3 separate regions of the Mus musculus genome follow, and all the other regions are linked to region 1. The links are chromatin contacts, called in public ChIA-PET and HiChIP or PLAC-seq maps. All regions are on one chromosome and are shown on one strand. Each heading gives the region's core, a stretch centred on a gene start, on an enhancer-like site or on the middle of the called end of the contact. The rest is flanking DNA. Distances are from core to core; before and after follow the strand shown.

What was found. ChIA-PET counts read pairs in DNA pulled down with a chosen protein or histone mark. HiChIP or PLAC-seq counts read pairs in DNA pulled down with a chosen protein or histone mark.
Region 2: an H3K4me3 HiChIP or PLAC-seq map of embryonic basal ganglia shows a contact between it and region 1, with 4 times the contacts expected there. The contact joins two enhancer-like sites. A contact is called at or near these places in 3 of 15 datasets of contacts at CTCF or cohesin (the NIH/3T3 cell line, large pre-B cells and pro-B cells), 3 of 484 Hi-C or Micro-C datasets (B cells, embryonic stem cells and nephron progenitors) and 5 of 115 datasets of contacts at active chromatin or transcription factors (the 230-238 cell line, embryonic basal ganglia, embryonic limb bud and 2 more).
Region 3: a contact with region 1 is called in an RNA polymerase II ChIA-PET map of memory CD8 T cells, with 6 read pairs. The contact joins two enhancer-like sites. A contact is called at or near these places in 3 of 39 promoter capture datasets (the HPC-7 cell line, liver and pre-B cells) and 2 of 115 datasets of contacts at active chromatin or transcription factors (large pre-B cells and memory CD8 T cells).

What each region holds. Positions count from the first base shown.
Region 1 is chr10:111,101,079-111,103,778 of GRCm38.p6, reverse strand. No RefSeq gene overlaps it. Among named protein-coding and RNA genes, the nearest start is that of Gm29916, 19 kb to the right of the region's middle. Within about 2 kb of position 1,343, at least 141 of the 459 cell types and tissues checked have an H3K27ac peak or open chromatin away from gene starts, as enhancers often do. A contact at or near this core is called in the 230-238 cell line, the HPC-7 cell line and memory CD8 T cells, where this site is marked.
Region 2 is chr10:110,820,313-110,823,012 of GRCm38.p6, reverse strand. All of the region lies in intron 2 of 1700020G17Rik (RIKEN cDNA 1700020G17 gene), which reads left to right. Among named protein-coding and RNA genes, the nearest start is that of Gm36808, 23 kb to the right of the region's middle. Within about 2 kb of position 1,347, at least 20 of the 459 cell types and tissues checked have an H3K27ac peak or open chromatin away from gene starts, as enhancers often do. A contact at or near this core is called in the 230-238 cell line, where this site is marked.
Region 3 is chr10:111,444,772-111,447,474 of GRCm38.p6, reverse strand. No RefSeq gene overlaps it. Among named protein-coding and RNA genes, the nearest start is that of Nap1l1, 27 kb to the left of the region's middle. Within about 2 kb of position 1,359, at least 48 of the 459 cell types and tissues checked have an H3K27ac peak or open chromatin away from gene starts, as enhancers often do. A contact at or near this core is called in the HPC-7 cell line and memory CD8 T cells, where this site is marked.

The sequences.
Region 1 (2,700 bases), core at 94-2,593:
GTCACGGACTTAAAAACAACAGACCAAGCTGAGCATGGACTGAACTCTCAAACCCGAGGCTCCCACCAGAGGCTCCTCGTTTGCTCTCTATTGCTGTGATAAATATCACGGCCAAGAGTAACCTGGGAGAGGAAAGGGTTAACCCAAGTTATAATCCACCAGGAAGGGAAATCCAGGCAGGACTCAGAGGTAATGGAGGAACGCAGTTTAGAAACTTGCTCCTGGTTGCTGAGCTTATTTATTTATTTTTATTCATCCCAGAACTATCAACCCAGGAGTGGTCTGGACTATTCCACATGGATCATTGGTGAAGAGAATGCTCCCCCACAGACTTGCTCACCGGCCAATCAGATGGAGGCATTTTTCTCTCTTCCCAGATTGCCCTAGCTGTGTCAAGCTAACGCAATACTGACCAGCACAGACTTCTTGCTCATGTTCAGGAAGCTAACGGAGCACTTCTCTTAGCTAAGTCAGCTGCTTATTCTCTGCGGTTGCTGCCTCACGGTCGGACGGACGGACGTGAAGTCTGATGACTCACGCCATGCCGCTTGACAATAGCCAATCCTGGGTGCTCTGTGACCGTGACACCCCCAGCTTTGGCACTACTCACTCGCTACTCTGAATTTGAGTCTTTCCATTTCTGACACCTACAAGCCTCCCCTTTCTTACATGGATTTGAGTATGAGGAGCGGAGGGGGCCAGTCTACATCCGGTCAGTTCATGGATCAAAACAAAAGCACGACTATAAAGGATCAGAGAATCAATATTATCTATATTATCCCTCAGCTTGCGGCTACTACACCTGGGTGGGGCTGGGGGCGGGGCAGCAACCTGAGAGACGGGGGGGCGGGGGGGGGGCGGGGGGGGGCACGTTCTGAATGAAGCAAGCTTTTGATTCCGCTGCCAGAATCCTGTCTGCTTCACCTGCAAAGATGAAACAGAATTTAGAAACTTGATTGTCTGTCTTGAAGACCAGAAAGTCTGACGCTCATAAGATTGAAGGCATAGGTGATTTAAGAAACATCCACAGCAGTGACTGGTCCAAGTTCTTTGAAAAGTGTCTCGGAGGCGTTCGCTTTCCTTTCAAGATTCGGAATGCGCAAGAAGCTGCTGATTGGTGGCTTGGTTTTACGCTTAGTCTTGGATAAAGAAACACTGTTGGAAAACAAACTTGGTAACAAGAACCACACATGGAAACTACCGCATCAATGCAGGATTAATCGGCTCCAAACACGCACAGATTCCCCTCTGCTAAAGCAGGAAATACTCTGGGTCCCACCAGCTGCATCCTCCTCGCTGGAGGCCAAAGATGCCAGAGATATTTAAGCCTAAGTGCTTTCGGTTCTGTCCTGGCCAGAGGCCACGGGTGCCAGGAAATAGAAGCAGTTTTGCCTTATCTCCCTTGGCCTAAAGGAACCCTTTTCCCAGAAACCAAATATGATGTCAGGGCTGAGACCAGGAATGGGAGCGGGCTTGATCGGCTCACCCCAGCTCCAGGCCTCCATCCAGTGAGGTCTCATTGGGAGACTCACTGGAATCCCACTTTCTGGGAACCCAGTGGCATGGGGACCCTGACTTTTTCCTTTTTGAGTTTTCTGCAATAGAACCGTTCTTACTAAAACTCACCCTCTGTGAGTCATGGAATTCATTCTTCCAGTTCGTGAGAAGAGAACCTGAAAGCCACTGGCTCCAACCGCTGTGGTTTTCTGAGTTATCTGAGACCCTAGTTCCCCAAGGTGAGCTCACAGAGCAGAAGAGAGGCCCTGCTCACAGACACCTCAAACTTTACATATTGTTAGAATCTGATAAGTCAAAAATTACTTAAACTGCAACTCAAGATGGACATTGGTCAACATGGATGTAAATAATTCCAGCGTTAGGGTTAATTTAATGGCTGTGGCTGGCCTCCTTCAGATTCAAACTCATCATGGCTGCTTGGGAATGCTTAAGACAACCCACAGTTCCTTTAGGAGACTGTAGTACAAGCCATAGCTGCTAAGGCAACTCATACAAAAGAGAGCATGCTGTTGCTTTAAACAAATTCCTAGTTTTGACATAAGAAATGCAGTTCTTGGCCAGGCGGCTCAAATTCTACATAGGGAAGAAGAGTTCAGCAAGCTAACAGACAAAACGAGTGAGGGCATAGTAGCTACTGGGCAAAGATTACTATTCAAGGACAGATTACAGACTGGGCAAAGCCGGAACACGCGAGCATCAGGATTGCAACTTCTTACCTGTTTAGCCCAACCCGGAACCTTGTGCGCTTCCTGTGTGAGCATTTGGAAACCAAGTGTCAGGTGTTTGCAAGTGGGATTCCAGAAAACTGATTGTGCTTCATAGCTTGGCCAACACTGTTTTTTCCATTAATAAAGTTTGGGAGAGCAAAAGAGAAGGAGAGGAAAAGGGGGAGGAGAAGGAGGAGGAGGAAGGAGAGCAGGTGGGAGGCAAAGGAGGAGGAGAGGGAGGAGGGGAGGAGTGAGAAGAATAGGAGGAGAAAGAGGAGAAAAAAGGGGGGAAGGGGAAGAGGAAGGAGAGAAAGAGAAAGGAGGGGGAGAGAAAAAGGAAGGAGGGGAGAAGGGAAAGAGGGAGAAGGTTGTTCTATGTAATTTGTGTAGTTCTGCATTACCCCTCTCCTTCAGGGGTTCTCTTTCTATAAGCAACTTGCCTATTTTTTTTTTTAATGTATCCCTTAGCGAGACC
Region 2 (2,700 bases), core at 98-2,597, 280 kb after region 1:
ATCCTCAGGTGAACCCAAGATGAGGATGATGACTAAGATGTCTTGAGACCAGGATAGGAAAACAAAGAATGAAGTCAACAACCCAGCCTCTCCTCCCCTGCCCCTCAGCCTCACCCTGTCCCCCTCCTCTCTGCTCACCCCTACTTGAAGTGGAAAGCTCATTTAATCTGTTTCCTGTTTGGGACTTCTTGGTGTGGCTTTGGAAGACAGTGTTCTGATGTGTAAAGCCATGCAGACCCTAACCCAAGAGAGCCACCCTCTGGTGTTTCTTCCTCATCCACGTTTGGATATGTTGGGACCTGGGGAGGAGAAATTTTAATTCAGGCTTTGGCCTGTTGGGGATTTTGTCAACAAGAACCACAAAGCCAGTTCCTTCGGCTTTTGGATGGAGTTTGGCTTCCTGGCAAAGGATGCCTTTGAAATGGCTTTGTTTTGTTTTTCAAAGTTCTCTTTTGAAGTAGAGAGGGAAGCAAAACCTTCCTGTAAACAACTTGTGTTGTTCTTTTTTTTTTCCAGGAAAAAAAAATTATATCACACCTATTTCTGATGTTATTTAAAATGCTTGGGCTTGTCTTCAAGAGAGCAAGTGTGTGGTCACTGGGACCACACGTAATGCTGATTTGCTAAGGGGATTATAGTTGGGTCTGAAGTCCTGGCAGGAATTGTTGATTTGGGGATGTGTGTGTGTGTATGGGGGGGGGGGTTCTGCTACAACAGCTGCTCTAGTTTCAAAACTGTGAGAGCAAAGTTACCTTCTAACCCCTCAAACCTCTCCTATCCTGTTGTAGTTACAGAAGACCAAAGTGCGCATGGGTATCCAACTCAAATCCTTTCACAACTCAGGTACTCAATTCTTAAAATTGAAAATTTTACTGTCTACCAGAAAATACAGTAATGTAACTCAGCAAATATGTTTTTACATTTTGAAATCATCAACTCAACACATAGCAGGACACATGAAGTCAAATATAATGTTGACCAAGGAAACATTACCGTCTTTATATTTTATGTGTTAGCATATCATATAAAACCCTGAAGAAATTTACCCTACTTTTTATTTCAACTTTTAAAGTAGTAACTGCAAAATTACGTCAGAAACATATTCTGCCCCCACAGTTGGGCAATCATGCATAGCATGTGGCCACCAAAACGATCTTTTTATAGTTCTGAGAGTGCCCAGTAGTTATTGGCATACTAGTTCCTTTTTAAAAGAAATATGTCATTTTACTCTGCAACCTATTTTTTTCCTTCAAAAAAATAAATTAGAAAATAAATTTCTCAGTGCCTGGCTCTGTCACAACTCATAATAAGCCTATTAGGCGTTTATGAATACATAAACAGCCGCAGGAAATCCATAGTTGGTTTAAAATGGGAAATCTGAGGGATACGTTTGCTGCCATTGCTTCAGTCCTTTTGAAATATAATTTTATGAGTTAGGCAAGTAAGATGGTTAATCTTGAGGGCAACTTGATAGACCAACTTAGGAGTCAAATTTCTGGTGTGTTTGTGAGGGCTTTTCCAGAAAGCTTTGACTGGGGATGCCTGACTCCTTGTTCCTTTGAGAATATGGGTGGAATTGTTCCTCGGGCTGGGGTTCCAACCTGAACAGAATAGAGAAATCGAGTGGAGCAACAATCTCTCTCTGCTTCCTTTTTAAAAATTACGTTAAAACATTGTTTGATATGCTAATTCCTCACTTCCCTTTTCCGTTTCCTCCTTCCAGATCCTACCAGGTAACCCCATCAGTGGTCTCTTTCAAATCCGCGGATGCTTTTAGTTTTTGTCGTCTGTATGTGGGTGAATGTTGTGTTTTGTAAAACGGCTGTGACCTCGGATGGAGCACCTCGATGGGCCTTTGATGAGGTGTCCCTCCGACGGGCCTCATATAAAAGGAAGTCTATTGGGGGAAGGGAGGGGACCTGGAAAAGGGATAGAGGAAGAGAAGGGGGCGGGGCAGACAGAGAAGGACAGAAAGAGAGAGGAGAGAAAGAGAGGAAGACAGGAAGAGAATGACCCGGAGCACGCAGGAATAGAGAGAGAAAAAGATGGAGAGCAAGCTGGGGTAGTGGAGCGGTCCCTTTTATAGACCAGGTAGGCTTACACCTGGCAGGCAGGTGATGGTGTAAGCTGTTGCTAGGTCGCTGTTGCTAGGTTCCTGGGAGGAGCCTAGTACAATTGTCTGTAAGCCTATAGTGAGGGGATGTGATGGGGTCAATGGCATCACACCTCTGCCACCATGGCTTGTTTGCTATGGTGATCTGTACCCTTGAACTGAGAGTCTAGCTAAACCTTTTCTCCAAGTAGTTTTTCTTGCACACTTTGTCATAGCAATGAGAAAATGAACATAGTAACCTTTTAAAACTCTGGATAAATATATGGATTCTCACATCTTATGCCATTGATTCTGCTTATGAAAGAACAACCAGGCTATTTGAAGTGAGTCTCTGAACAGTTGCAGTTCAGAGGGAAATCTGAAAAATCAGGGCCTACATGTAGCAGCTAATTTACTATACCTTTTTGTTTGTTTGTTTGTTTGTTTTTCGAGACAGGGTTTCTCTGTATAGCCCTGCCTGTCCTGGGACTCACTCTGTAGACCAGGCTGGCCTTAAACGCAGAAATCCACCTGCCTCTGTCTCCCTACTATAACTTTTAAGTATTAGTTTGTTTTTAACAATATGTGTATACATGTATGTCTGTGTC
Region 3 (2,703 bases), core at 110-2,609, 340 kb before region 1:
CAGCCTTCATTGAATCTCCCCAAACCAGGCGTTCTTCTTCCCTCCCAGGTTCTATTTTTGTTCCTTGCAAAGAATCATTTTGTTTAACAAGACACCACAAAACAAAGAAAAAGGAAAAGACATAGAGATGGACCCAGAGCTCAGCCATTAAGAGCACTTGCTGCTCTTGGAGAGGACCCAGGTCCAGTTCTCAGCACCATGTGGCAACTTACAAACACCAAAACTCCAGTTCCAGGTGATTCGACACCCTTTTCTGGCCCTTTTGGGCCCTGCACACACACGGTGCATCTTCATGCATGTTGGAGGCATAATAAAAATAAATCTTAAAATCTTTCAAAAAAGATATTATGCAAAGAGCAGGCAACCTGGAAACATAGGCGTCAGGAATTGTAAATTCCAAAGAGCTACGATGTAAGAAGGACTTTTTAAAGAGGGGTACTAGGCCGTGTGTGGTGGTGCACGCCTTTAATCCCAGCACTCGGGAGGCAGAGGCAGGCGGATTTCTGAGTTCGAGGCCAGCCTGGTCTACAAAGTGAGTTCCAGGACAGCCAGGGCTATACAGAGAAACCCTGTCTCACAAAAACCAAAAAAAAAAAAAAAAAAAAAAAAAAAAAAAAAAAAGAGGGGTATTGGCACCCAGAACAGGAAGGGGAGACTTCCATATTTAAGTAAACCATATCCAGCAATCAAAAACATCACAACCTGGAGTTTGCATTTACAGCTATTATTTAACAATGTATGAACCCAAGGAGACTCAGCAAAGCTAACACAATGCTGAATGAAGCCAGGAAGAAACAATGATGGTCCACAAGATGAAAGCCCACGGTGTCACTAAGCCACTTGGGGAGGAGGACTTTAGTGGGGCTTACAGCACAGTTGATTCAGCTGTCGTAATTACTTCCAACATTAAAGGGAGCAGAAATGAATAGATCAATCGTGCCTCAGGCCAGTGTGCTAGCCACAGGAGTCTAAAAATAAATAAATGTCGCTGTGGAGAGCTTTAGAAGAGGAAGCTATCTGCTAAAAAGAGGACACATTGGCCCTTTATGTTTTTCCAAAGTCATGACTGAGTGACTCGAGCTATTCAAACGTCTCAGAAACGAACCCCTTGCATTTTGATACCTCAGCAATATTGAGGTTTAGCTGTTGTTGTTTTTTTTTTCTCTCTCTCTAAAAAGGGAATCCTAGCAAGCAACCAATTTAGTAGCATCCCAAACTGTTGCCTGCCCATCTACACAAAAGATGAATATCAGATTCCTGGAGGTGGTGAGGGGGGGGGCTTCCTCACGGGGCCAGCTCAGAGACATATGGCCTTTGAAACTATTTGATAAACAACTTCAGTTCTTGGAAAGATTGAGGCCAAGTTTGAAATGGGAGTTGACCACCAGAGACAGACAGCAAAGGCTTTTAGAAACCACAGTGGGGTGGGGTGGGGTGGAAACAGCTTTGGGGTGACTTGGAGGACAAGCATTTATTTGCCCCTGAGGGTATTTTTAGATGCTTTCTATTTTTAACTACAAATACCGAATCTTCATTCATGTTACTAACATGAACTTTCCTTTCGAAAAGAAGAAGAAGAAGAAGAAGAAGAAGAAGAAGAAGAAGAAGAAGAAGAAGAAGAAGAAGAAGAAGAAGAAGAAGAAGAAGGAAACCAAAACTTTATTTTGAGTTTAGAAATTGAATTAATATGAAATGCTTATTGGTAGATAGGACAAAATGTCTGCAGTTGCCATGTGAATGTTCAGAGAAGCAACTGGCTTAGAGAAGATCTCTCTTAGTCTTTGGTCTCCTCCACTCCTGCCCATGCATCCTTACTCTGTGCTAGCTGGTCCATGGCCTTCTGGGAAATTCTCCTCTTCATGTGACCTATCTCACCATAGGAGCGCTGGGATGACAGATGTGCAGCACCACACCTGGTGTTTGCATGTGGGGTTGGGGATGGAACTCAGGTCATCAGGTTGCACAGCGAGGTATGTGAGCCATTTGGCCAGCCTCATCCCCCTAACCCCCATCCCCCACACTATGAGGTAGTCAGAAAGCATCACCAGATGCTACAACTGAGCTGTTTTGACCCCTCCAAAACTATGAGCCTAAAACATTTCACTTTGTAGACCCAAATATTTTATTTTAGCACAAAAAAATAGACTAGTACAGTGGCTTATACTGTTTATTCATGGGTACCAGCTATACAAATGACAGTGTAGGCTGAACATTTTTTTATGCTAGATGTTCTCAACCTATAAGTAATGACACTTTGGGGGTCAAATGACCCTTTGACATTGTGATGGTTTGTATAGGATTAGCCTAGGGAATTGCACTATTAGGAAATGTAGCCTTGTTGAAATAGGTATGTCATTGTGGGTGTGGGCTTTAAGACCCTCATCCTAGCTGCTTGGAAGCCAGTATTCTGCTAGCAGCCTTCAGATGAAGATGTAGAACTCTCAGCTTCTCCTGCACCATGTCTGCCTGGATGCTGCCATGTTACCACCTTGATGATAATGAACTGAACCTGTGAACCTGTAAACCAGACCCCATTAAATGTTGTCCTTTATAAGACTTGCCTTGGCCATGGTGTCTCTTCACAGCATTAAAACCCTAACTAAGACTGACATGGATTACCTAAGACAATCAGAAACACCCGATATTTATTTACATTGATTCATAACAGTAGCAAAATTACACTTATGAAGTAGCAATGGAAAT